Regions from separate parts of the Sus scrofa genome. Here region 2 is linked to region 1. The links are chromatin contacts, called in public HiChIP or PLAC-seq maps. All regions are on one chromosome and are shown on one strand. Each heading gives the region's core, a stretch centred on a gene start, on an enhancer-like site or on the middle of the called end of the contact. The rest is flanking DNA. Distances are from core to core; before and after follow the strand shown.

What was found. HiChIP or PLAC-seq counts read pairs in DNA pulled down with a chosen protein or histone mark.
Region 2: an H3K27ac HiChIP or PLAC-seq map of alveolar macrophages shows a contact between it and region 1. The contact joins two enhancer-like sites. A contact is called at or near these places in 1 of 47 Hi-C or Micro-C datasets (psoas muscle) and 1 of 2 datasets of contacts at active chromatin or transcription factors (alveolar macrophages).

Annotation. Positions count from the first base shown.
Region 1 is chr2:133,938,012-133,943,855 of Sscrofa11.1, forward strand. The region is part of intron 1 of RAPGEF6 (rap guanine nucleotide exchange factor 6); the gene reads right to left. Among named protein-coding and RNA genes, the nearest start is that of RAPGEF6, 10 kb to the right of the region's middle. Within about 2 kb of position 3,105, at least 17 of the 83 cell types and tissues checked have an H3K27ac peak or open chromatin away from gene starts, as enhancers often do. A contact at or near this core is called in alveolar macrophages, where this site is marked.
Region 2 is chr2:134,069,976-134,075,819 of Sscrofa11.1, forward strand. All of the region lies in intron 1 of FNIP1 (folliculin-interacting protein 1), which reads right to left. Among named protein-coding and RNA genes, the nearest start is that of FNIP1, 21 kb to the right of the region's middle. Within about 2 kb of position 2,241, at least 1 of the 83 cell types and tissues checked has an H3K27ac peak or open chromatin away from gene starts, as enhancers often do. A contact at or near this core is called in alveolar macrophages, where this site is marked.

The sequences.
Region 1 (5,844 bases), core at 1,855-4,354:
CCATGATATGCTTAAGTCATCATACACAGCTTTCAGTACATCAATTATCTAAAACACTCATTAACGAAGATATTTTACTCATTATCCTGGGAATTTTAACAATAAAAAAAATCTCTCAGGATGGCTCTCTACAGTCAGTATAGATTCAGTCCCAAGATATACATATTCTGAAGCTATAATCAAAATTTATGCTGAAGAACCTTCTCCAAATGTGGGGGTTTGGGATTGGCATGTGCACACTGAGGTATATGGAAATTGGCCAATGGTGACATGCTGTATAATACAGAGAACTCTACCCAATGTTCTGTGATAATCTATGTGGGGAAAGAATACGAAAGAGAATGGATATGTGTGTATGTATGATTGAATCAATTTGTTGTAGGCAGAAATTATCACAACCCTGTAAATCAACTCTACTTCAATAAAACTTAAAAAAAAAAACTTCACCAAATCATCAGTAGGCTGCCTTCAGCCTAACAATGTGGTTAAAATCTTGGTAAACTACTGCCTTTGGAATGGATAAGTAATGAGACCCTGCTGTACACCACTGGGAACTATATATCTAGTCACTTATGATGGAGCATGATAACATGAGAAAAAAGAAGTGTATATGTGACTGGGTGACCTTGCTGTACAGTATAAAATTGACAGAACCACTAAACCAGCTACAATGGAAAAAAATAAAAATCATTTTTAAAAAATTTTTAAAAATAAAAATAATAAAATCTTCGACACTGGAGACAGTTGTAGGTTCCAACTCTGCCTCTATCAGTTATCCATGTAAACTTGGATAATGTGATTAACATTTATTTTTTGCACCACAGGAATGATAAACTACTTCCTTTTGAACATAAAATAATGCCTATTAAATATGCGGTACAGATACTAACACACAGTAAAAGTTAATAAATCTTGGTATATGTTTTATATGTTTGCATTATAAAGTTACAAAACAAAGTTTAATTATCAACAGACTATTAAAACTATTTTGAAGATGATTTTCAACAACTACTCCAAGTTAAGCCCATATATTAAACACAAAATTCCATTCCACTCGTTTTCTCATTCATGAAGGTATAAATTTATTCAGCAAAATGCCAAGAAAGATCTATATGTAACAATTATTACAGCGGGTGCCAGGGACGATGGATTCTAAATACCATTTCCTACTAAAAGGAACCAAGGTTCCCTAGATAAAAGGCTGATTTTAGCAGAAGGGCAAAGCAAGTACAAGCCTGGAACTTTTTTTTTGGCTGTACCTATACCCCCAGGTTGTGGGGAGGGGGAGATCAAACCCACACCACAGCAGCCATTGGAGCAGGTGCAGTGACAACATCTGATCCTTAAACCATTGTGTCACATGGAAACCCCCAAGCCTGGAACATTTTTTTGGGCCAGAAAGAACGGTATTACTTAAAGACTAATGGGGTCATGCCAAAAGGACATAAGAACTTAGAAAGGATTCCCGCTGGCTAAATTTGGGGCAACCTAATAGTGAGAAAGAATAATGACAATAATAAAAATACAAAAATAATCCCTGAATTCAGTTTTTTGTTGTTGTTCTTTTTAAGGAGGAGGAGAGGGGAAAGTGCGGAAAGTTCTGTACAGAATACCAGCTAATAAATGTAGAAGGAATAAATAACTACACTTTCTACTTCACACTTTCAGGTGGGTGACCCATCAGCTTCTCAAGCGCAACAAATCCAAAAACAAAGTGATCATCTATACCCCTAGCTGTGTCTTGCTCCTAGGTTCCTTCATTTAGGTGACAGTACTCACCTTTGACAGTTCTGGTGAGAATCTCTCAATTCTACTTTCTAAACATCTTTGTTCCCCATTTCAAATGAAGCAATTCAGGGATTTAGTATTTCTTACTGGATAACAGAAAACAGCCTTCTTGCCTGTAGTCTGCCCCCCCTGTAATCCATTCTTCAGAGTGCTGCCAGAGTGATCTTTGTAAAAAGAAAATACAGACTCCTTAACAAGGAGAACACAGTCCTTGATGTCTGGATCCTGACCATACCTCCAGCCTCATCTATTTTCCTACTCATTTTTGTCCCAAAGTTCCAGCTACCCAGGTGAATTGCATGTTTGTGCCAAGCTCACCTTGTGGTCTTGGCAAATACTGTTTCCTTTTCAGAAAACACATATTGCTCCTTCTTCACATAACTTTTATATATTCTAGTCCACACTCAAATCAGAGTTCCCTCTTCTAAAACGTGAATGACACCTGCCTACCCCCTTACTCCTCTCTCCCAACAGCCTTCCCACAAACTCCTGAGCACTTGGTATTTGCAATTATCGCAGTACTTAACCTGACTGTGTTTTAATTGTCTGTGTACCTGTCTATCTCCTCCCAGCAGAACTTGAACCTTTTGTCCCTGGCACTTAAAAATAGGGTTTTAAAAATATTTACCACATAAATATCCATCAGGCAATCTTCCACAGACACACACATACACAAAACTTCAACTCTGCCTTAGAAAGTCATTTAAGGAATTCATGAACAATTCAAACTTCAGGGGGCACTTGAGACACTTATGAGGCACTTGTGACACTAAACTCTTTTCTAAAAAATCTACTATGATGAAGCTATCTCATATTAGTCAAATGTTTTTAAGAAATCAAACTAGAATAGGCTAACATCCTCTGAAAACAAGTTATAAAACAGAATGGTATAAAAAAATCACATTATCAAGCAAACCTGTTTTCATTCCACATGAAACTTGATAATTATAAACTTCCATTAAATCAACACAGTCACTTTAAAGAACTTCGTGCAGTACAGGCAAGATTAAACAAGAAGCATTTATTTAGGAAAACATTAGACCTCTATATAGATGTCAGTAAAGAAATAAAAGCTCAAAGCTTACAATGTAACCTAAAGTTCAGGGATAAAGAGAAAGCAGTGGTCTAAGGAACTGACTGATGAATCATGTGACCTTAACCAAGACATTTTACTTCTTTATCTGTATGCAGCCTATTTGACTAGCTCTTGACCCCATTAGCTAAAGTATTTTTGGGGAAGCTATATATGCTCACAATTACATGCTATGTGGTGGTGCTATTTCCGCTGTGTACTAAGTGTCCTAGGCCATGAGTCCCACAGTCTCTGCTACGTGTCAAAGCTTGAAGCCCTACAGCTCCCACAGCTTCATGAATAGCAAAGTACTGGAGAAAGTCTAGTAGTGGAGAACATCAAACAGGGGCTGCTTATGCTTCTATAACCTCAAGTTCTTAATAAAGTGGCTCATACAGTTTTTACCTACAGCCAGACCTAAGTTTACACAGGCTAGTTCAAAGTAAAGCCAAATGGCAACTACAAGGTTATACAGCTCACAAGTGTACATCCCTGTCAAAGAACAAGACTCATACAGTCAAGCCGTTGTCCACTGCTGGCTGCTCTTCCTCTTTGCAGAATTCTAAGGAAAGCTCCTCATCTCTCAAAAACAAAATCTTATGGTGTTGAAACTCCTGAATGGCCGCAGGTTTTTCCTCAATAAATATCCAATACATTTAAAATGAGGTGTCTTGGAAGAGAAATTACCTAATAAAGGCCCCAGCCAGATCTAGTATTCCCTCTCTACAGCTGAGTTTACAAATGAAGGTCAGAGGGCCCCAGAAGCAAAAATAAGTTCTTCTACTTTCCAAGGAACCCTCTGAATGTGCATCTGCTGTAGATGAGCACAACAGAATCTTTGTTCTGCCACCCTCAGAGATGCACAGTGACTCACTTAAAAATGACTCCAAGTACAATGGTGCTCTTTTGCCAATTCAGAAAGAACTTCTACAAGTGGTACATTTAAACATCGTTATTCTAAATTCTGAAAGAGGTTAATAGATAATTATAAGAATATTAAATTTTACATTCTTTCAGTCCTCTTTAACTTTGGGTTTAAAAAAATAAGCTTTAAAAAAAAAAAAAACTTTTTAGATTGTAAATAGGCAATTACAGTAACACCTAGCTCAGCATGAAATATTTGTCCAGCCAAAGTTTTAAACCTGGTTAAAAACATATGAAAAGTAAAACTGGCACTGCAGTTAAAACTGCAAACGTGTTTCAAAGCCATAAAAAAAGGAGTTCCTATTTCAAAGTATGACTAAAGTTCCTCTCTCCAAATTGTCTCTGAGGAACTGCCAGATAAAACACATAGTTTCTTTCTAGTAATTGTACATTATTAATATTTAATAAGAGAATATGAATAGCAAATTTTGTCATTGTGCCAAACTTCATCAATCTTTTTACCCCAGCACTTCATATATTAGACTAATAGAAATCACACTAGAAAAGAGAAAAACAGTATTTGTCACATTCCTTTCTAAAGTCATTTACAAGTATTTAGCTACCTCTTATATAATAAGTATTGCATGATGTGAATGAGGAGATAAGAATAAAGTCACTGTCCTCGAGGAACTTACAGTCCAGGCAGGGAGACAAACATGTTAGAATCATAACGCAGTACAATAATTGCTATGGTGGAGGAAGGTGCAAAGTAATCTGGGATCACAAAAAAGGAATGGGAGAGGCAATTTCAGTGAGGAGTCTGCATTTGTCAAGTGAGAGGATGGCCTTCAGTTAAAGGAAACAACAAGCTAATATGTATGGTTACCATTTATTGAGTGTTCATTATGATTGGCACTTTGCTAAATACTTTAATATATTATCTCATTTAGCCCACATGACAATCCCCTGAAGACAGTCAATCTTACAGAAATTAGCTAACTTTCTTAGGGTCACTCAAATTCTCAGTCCTAGAGCTCAGATTTGAAGTAGGCTTAACCAAATACAGAATTCCAGGGCTGTAAACATTTTTCCATTCTATATAAAGCATAGAGATAGGAGAATATGGGACAATGGCCAATGCTGCTAATCTTTGTATATACATCAGAATTACTTAAGGAGCTTTCTATGCTTGACACTTCATTCCAGAAGGTTCTAATTAAAGAAATGGAGGGTGGGCCTCGGCATTAAAAAAAAAATTTTTTTTTTCTAGGTTGAGAAACATATACAGCCCAAGTTGAAAAGTACTGTGTTAGAATATTGATAAGTAGTTAAAAATGCACGTGCTTAGGGGTAGGGGATGATAAGGCTAGACTACTAGGCAGAAGATCATGGAGGACTTATCCCCTTTCCATCAGAGTCAAACTCACAAACTTGCTGCTTCACTTTCTTGGGTTTTATTCTCTCTTTAATCCACTGCAATCAGGCTCTTATATTCAGTCCAGTGAAATCACTCTGATGGAAGCAGCCCAAAGAATTTATCAGTCCTTACCTTTGTGAACTCTCTACAGTATTTGACATTAATGATTAGGGATTTCTTCCTGAAATATCTTCCTGTAACAGCCTTCTTCTGTTCTCCCACCTCTACAACTTCTTTTCATTCTCTTTGGCAGTTTTATTTTCTTTCCCCCACCCCTTTAATATTACAGCACCTAAAAAGTCTGCCCTTCTCTGTTTTTCACCCTGAGCATTCCTACCAATCCCAAGACTTCACCTATGATCCATATGCTGGAGACTGTCAGACAAACTCAGACCTATAACCTGATTTTATCTGAAGCTCCAAATGCTTACTGAACATCTTTATCTGCGTCCCCTGTAGGGAGTCTCAAACCCTTTCCAAAACTGAATTCTCTTCCTACGCTAATTCTGTTCTTTAATAATGAACTTAGTTACCCAAATGAGAAATTCAGAAATTACCTCAACTTCTGCTTTGCTCTTACACCCAAAACCTGTTTCCAACAAGCCAAAGATAGATAAGGTTTGCCAAACTTGCCCCAGCATTATTCAGGCACTTGAGACGAACATAGTGTATCTTGGCCTGAACTGCAGCATCTAGGATTGAG
Region 2 (5,844 bases), core at 991-3,490, 130 kb after region 1:
GGCGTTCCTTTGAGCTGTGTGTGGTATAGGTTGCAGATGCGGCTCGGATCCCTAGTTGCTGTGGCTGTGGCTGCAGGCTGTGGACTCCGATTGGACCCCTAGCCTGGGAATTCTGTATGCTGTGGATACAACCCTAAAAGGACTCCAAAAAAGTTAAGTAAAACAAGCCATTCACAAAAGACCAGACTCCATTTATATGAATTGTCCAGAACAAGCAAATATACAGAGACAGAAAGTAGATTAGTGACTGTTTAAGGCTGAGGGAAGGTGGGTCATAATGGGTAGAGTAACTGAGAATTACTGCAATTGGGAATAAGGTTTCTTTTCGGGTGATCAAAAATGTTCTACAGGAGTTCCCAACATGGGTCAGCGGTAACGAACCCAACCAGTATCCATGAGGACACGGGTTCGATCCCTGGTCTTGCTCAGTGGGTTGGGATCAGGTGTTGCGACAAGCTGTGTAAGTGGATCTGGTGTGGCTGTGGCTGCAGCTCCGATTTAACCCCTAGCAAAGGAACTGCCATATGCCACACGTGCGGCCATAAAAAGAAAAAAAGTTCTAATACTGACTATGGTAATGATGGCACAACTTTGTGAATAAACTAAAAAAAAAAAAAAAAAAAAAAAACCAAAAAAACCTAAATTACACATTTTAAGCAGGTGAATTATACATAAATTATATTTTTTAAAAAGAGGCACAATTACTGAATGCAAGCATAATAAAAAGGGTGATATAGCCTATATTCACTAGTTCTATTAAAAGTTTCTAAAATTAAAGATCATAGCTACAGTTGTGGTACACAGATTCCTTCTAGCACTCATTATGACTCCTCAAATTTCCAGGGGCCATCTACCCTTCACAAAAAAAAATTTTTTTTCCTTAGCTGTGCCCACCACATATGGAAGTTCCTGGGCCAGGATAAAACCCACGCCACAGCAATGATCCAAGTCCTTAACCTGCTGCAAAAGAGAACTCCCCAGCCATAAAAAGGAATGACATAATGCCATTTGCAGCAACATGGATGGAACTAGAGAATCTCATACTGAGTGAAATGAGCCAGAAAGACAAAGACAAATACCATATGATATCACTTATAACTGGAATCTAATATCCAGCACAAATGAACCTTTCCACAGAAAAGAAAATCATGGACTTGGAGAAGAGACTTGTGGCTGCCTGATGGGAGGGGGAGGGAGTGGGAGGGATCGGGAACTGGGGCTTATCAGACACAACTTAGAATAGATTTACAAGGAGATCCTGCTGAATAGCATTGAGAACTTTGTCTAGATACTCATGTTGCACAGAAGAAAGGATGGGGGAAAAAATGTAATTGTAATGTATACATGTAAGGATAACCTGACCCCCTTGCTGTACGGTGGGAAAATTAAAAAAAAATAAAATAAATAAATTAATTAATTAAAAAAAGAGAACTCCCCACAAAAATTTCTTGATACTGAAGTCTCTATTATCTGGACCTAACTTACTTTTCAAAAACCTACAGTCAAGTAACCTGTACTTCTCAAAGTTCCTTGAATAGACTTGTGATCTTCCACCTTTGAAACTCTGCTCATGTTGTTCCCACTACCTGGAATTCCTTCCCTGTCTGTATCTGTCTAAACTATCCCAACCATCCTCCCTTTAACTAAAGAAAATCTATCCTGCTTCTAGTTTGTTTTTGTTTGTTTGTTTTTTGCTTTTTAGGGCCATACCTGTGACACATGGAAGTTCCCAGGCTAGGGGTCAAATTGGAGCTGCAGCAGCCAGCCGCTGCCACAGCAATTCAGGATTCCAGCTGTATAGCTGTGACCTACACCATGGCATACAGCAACGCTGGATCCTTAACCCACTGAGTGAGGCCAGGGATTGAACCTGCATCCTCATGGATATTGGTTGGGTTCACTTCTGCTGAGCAACAATGGGAACGCCCCTCATACATTCTTTATGGCACTTAATGACAGCAGCACAATGTAAAGTAAGTTGTGTTCACAGTGTACCCCACATTAGGCTGTGAGTTTCTTGGCAGTTGTCTTATTCATCTTTGTATCCATAAGGTTTGACAAAATGCTCTCAAAATAGTACATCTGTATAATAGTATTTAGCGCAAATGCAGCAAAACTGACATAACTAGTGTATTTTTGAATATTTTACATGGAAAGGCCTGGTTTCATGTACAATCTCTACATGTTAAGAGGACAAATATATTGCATAATTACATTGGGGTTATATATGCAATGCTAACACATGTGCAACCAGTGTTATGTAACATATTCAAGAATTCAATCTGGGAGTTTCCTGGTAGTGCATCAGGTTAAGGACCAGGCATTTTACTGCAATGACTCAGATCACTGTTGTGACACAAGTTTGATCCCTGGCCCAGAAACTTCCACACGCCACAGGATCAAAAAATAAATAAATAAAGAATATAATCTATTTAACCTGGAAACTTTCATGTAAGTATACTGCAAACATGGAAATGCTGAAGAGAAATTATCATTTGAAGTCCACCAAAAGACAACTATAAGAATATTCATGGGAGTGCCTGTCGTGGTCAGCAGAGATGAATCTGATTAGCATCCATGAGGACGCAGGTTTGGTTCTTGGCCTCGCTCAGTGGGTCAAGGATCCGGCATGGCTGTGAGCTGTGGTGTAGGTTGCAGACACAGCTCAGATCCCGTGTTGCTATGGTTGTGGCATAGGCCAACGGCTACAGCTCCAATTGGAGCCCTAGCCTGGGAACCTCCATATGTCACGAGTGCAGTCCTAAAAAGACAAAAGACAAAAAATAAAAATTAAAAAAAATATATTCATAGAATTATGATCCCTAATAGTCAAAAATTATAAATGACACTTTGGTTGGAAATAATTCTCCATTAATGAGATTGGACAAATAAGTGTGCATATTCACACACTTAAATACTACTTAACACTGACTACAGCTACATGCAACAAAAGGGATAAATAAATCTGAAATATATTGAACAAAACAAGTCAGACACAAAAGTATGTGATTACAGTATGACCGTATTTACACAAAGTTAAACAGACTAATCTATGGTATTGGAAGTCAGGAAAGCAATTACCCTGGAAGGAAGAGAGAGGAGGTGAGACGAGGGAATGAGATAGGCTTCTAGGATACTGGCAACACTCTGTTTCTACATCTGGGTGCTAGTTATATAAGTGATTTCACTTTGACAAAACTGCTGAATTTTACATTTTATAATCTGAAAACTTTTCTATATACAAGTTATACTTCAATAATTTGTACTTTTAAAAGTGGAGGAATGAAGTTTGTGTGGAAGTACCAGCTGAATTCCGGCCCTGCATGGTGAGTTAAGGATCAAGCATTGCTGCAGCTGTGGTGTAGGTCACAGCTCTGGCTGGGATTCAGTCCCTGGGCTGGGAACTTCCACATGCCACAGGTGCAGCCAAAAAAGGAAAAAAATAAATACATTGGAGGAATGAGATGACAGAGTATTGGGATAAAATAAAGAAAAACTCAAATGTTAATGTTTAGCATCTCCTGATGTTTCTCTTAAGTGTCAGCTGAATCCAACTAATCATATCCCATCTGAATTCTTCCTATGCCTAAAAGACCCTGTAGCTGCACATCAAAGCAAAGCACTTCTAATACTTTTTATGATGTTGTGCAGATTACATTATGTTAGCTTAAGTGTCATAAAGTAAATGCACAGTAAAGACCAAGTATAATTCTATAAATTATCAAAAGGTATACACTGCTACCATAAAGTACCATTAAATTATGTGTAAAATAGTGGAGAAATATTTAGGAGGGAAAAACAGTGAATGATCAGTTACTGCAGTATTACTTGTAACAGTTAAGGATGGGAAACAAGCCAGTCATAAGTAGGAGACTGGGTAAATAATGTTATACCCAAGAATAGATTACTTTGCGGCTGTTAAAAAGAATGAAGAAGATATCTATAATACCAATATAATGTTATCTCCATAATACAGTAAAAGAAAAAGGTGTGAGGAGTTCCCGCTGTGGCTCGGTGGAAACGAATATGACTAGCATCCATGAGGATGCAGGTTCAATTCCTGGCCTCGATCACTGATCAATGAGTTAAGGATAGGGTGTTGCATGAGCTGTGGTGTAGGTTGCAGACACAGCTCAGATCACCAGTTGCTGTGGCTGTGGGGTAGGCCAGCAGCTACAGCTCCGATTTGACCCCTTGCCTGGGAGCCTCCATATGCTGTGATGCAGCCCTAAAAAAAATAAAAAGAAAAAAAGAAAAAGGTGTGAAATGTGTAATAGTACATTACCTTTTTCATAAAACAAGGAAAGATACGGTTATACGTATAAGTATATACTTATTAACATTTCCAAATATGAACGAAAATAAAAACTAAAAATAAGGAAGAAAATGGAAGACAGCAAATAGGAATGGAGTCCTGAATTATGTGGATTACTGTGTTTTACCGTTTTGACTTTAGAATCATATATATTTTACATAGTGTTTTAAAAGCTAAAGCAAAAAAAAAAAAGCAGTCATAAATCTAAAAAAGACATGTATCTTATTTATACCCACTTTATGGCACAACTACTTAGGTAAGAATTATTATTATTATTATTCCAAGAGAATTTATAACATTAACATATAACCTAAACACAAAAAGCACCTCAAAGAAGCCTTGAACTGCATAATATTGGTAGTGTTAATTAGAAGTAATAATATTGGTAGTGTTAATTAGAAACTATTATATGTGAGGTAAAATTAACCACTTAAGTAATTAAGTCATTATCTCTTGGTTTTTCCTCTGAAAAGACCTATAAATAAGGACAATCAGTGACAATAAAGACCACTAGGATACAGAGAGGTCCCTAAATACCATTCCTACCAAAAGGAACTGGGATCCTTAGGAAAAATGGCTGATTCTAGGTCTGTGGCAGAAATATGCCCATAATAGTTTATTGTTTTGCCAGAAAAAACTAAGGTCATGTCAACAGGACACAGGAGCCAATGTAAAAGGGATCCCATTAGCCAAAGATGGCTCACCAAAAAATGTAACGACTGCAATAGACTGAATCAAATATTAAAAAAACAACTACAAAAACAAACATTAACCAAAAAAACCTCATTGGTCACCTCTGAAGGCTGGCAGAACATCAAAGCATTATTTTGAAAAGTGGTAAATAAACATTTATATTGCCTTTCCTAATTTCAAACTAATTTCAGTAGAAATGATAATTAGAAAATCATCATTTTGTAATGACAAAATAATACAATGGTTCTCAAAGTATGATTCCCCAGGTCATCACCAACTAGAAATTTGTCAGAAATATAAATTCTTGGAGTTCCCGTCATGGTGCAGTGGCTAATGAATCCGACTAGGAACCATGAGGTTTCAGGTTCAATCCCTGGCCTCGCTCAGTGGGTTAAAGATGCAGTGTTGCCATGAGCTGTGTTTAGGTCGCAGACGTGCCTTGGATCTGGCGTTGCTGTGGCTATGGTGTAGGCCGGTGGCTACAGCTCCGATTAGACCCCTAGCCTGGGAACCTCCATATGCCTCGGGAGTGGCCCTAAAAAAGGCAAAAAAAAAAAAAAAAAAGAAAAGAAAAAAGAAACATAAATTCTTGGAGTTCCCATCATGGCAGAGTGGTTAATGAATCCAAATAGGAACCATGAAGTTTCGGGTTTGATCCCTGGCCTCGCTCAGTGAGTATAAGGATCCAGCGTTGCCATGAACTATGGTGTAGGTGGCAGACGAGGCTCGGATCCTGAGTTGCTGTGGCTCTGGCATAGGCTGGCAGCTGCTCCGATTGGACCCCTAGCCTGGGAACCTCCACATGCCATCGGTGCTGCCCTAGAAAAAGACAAAAC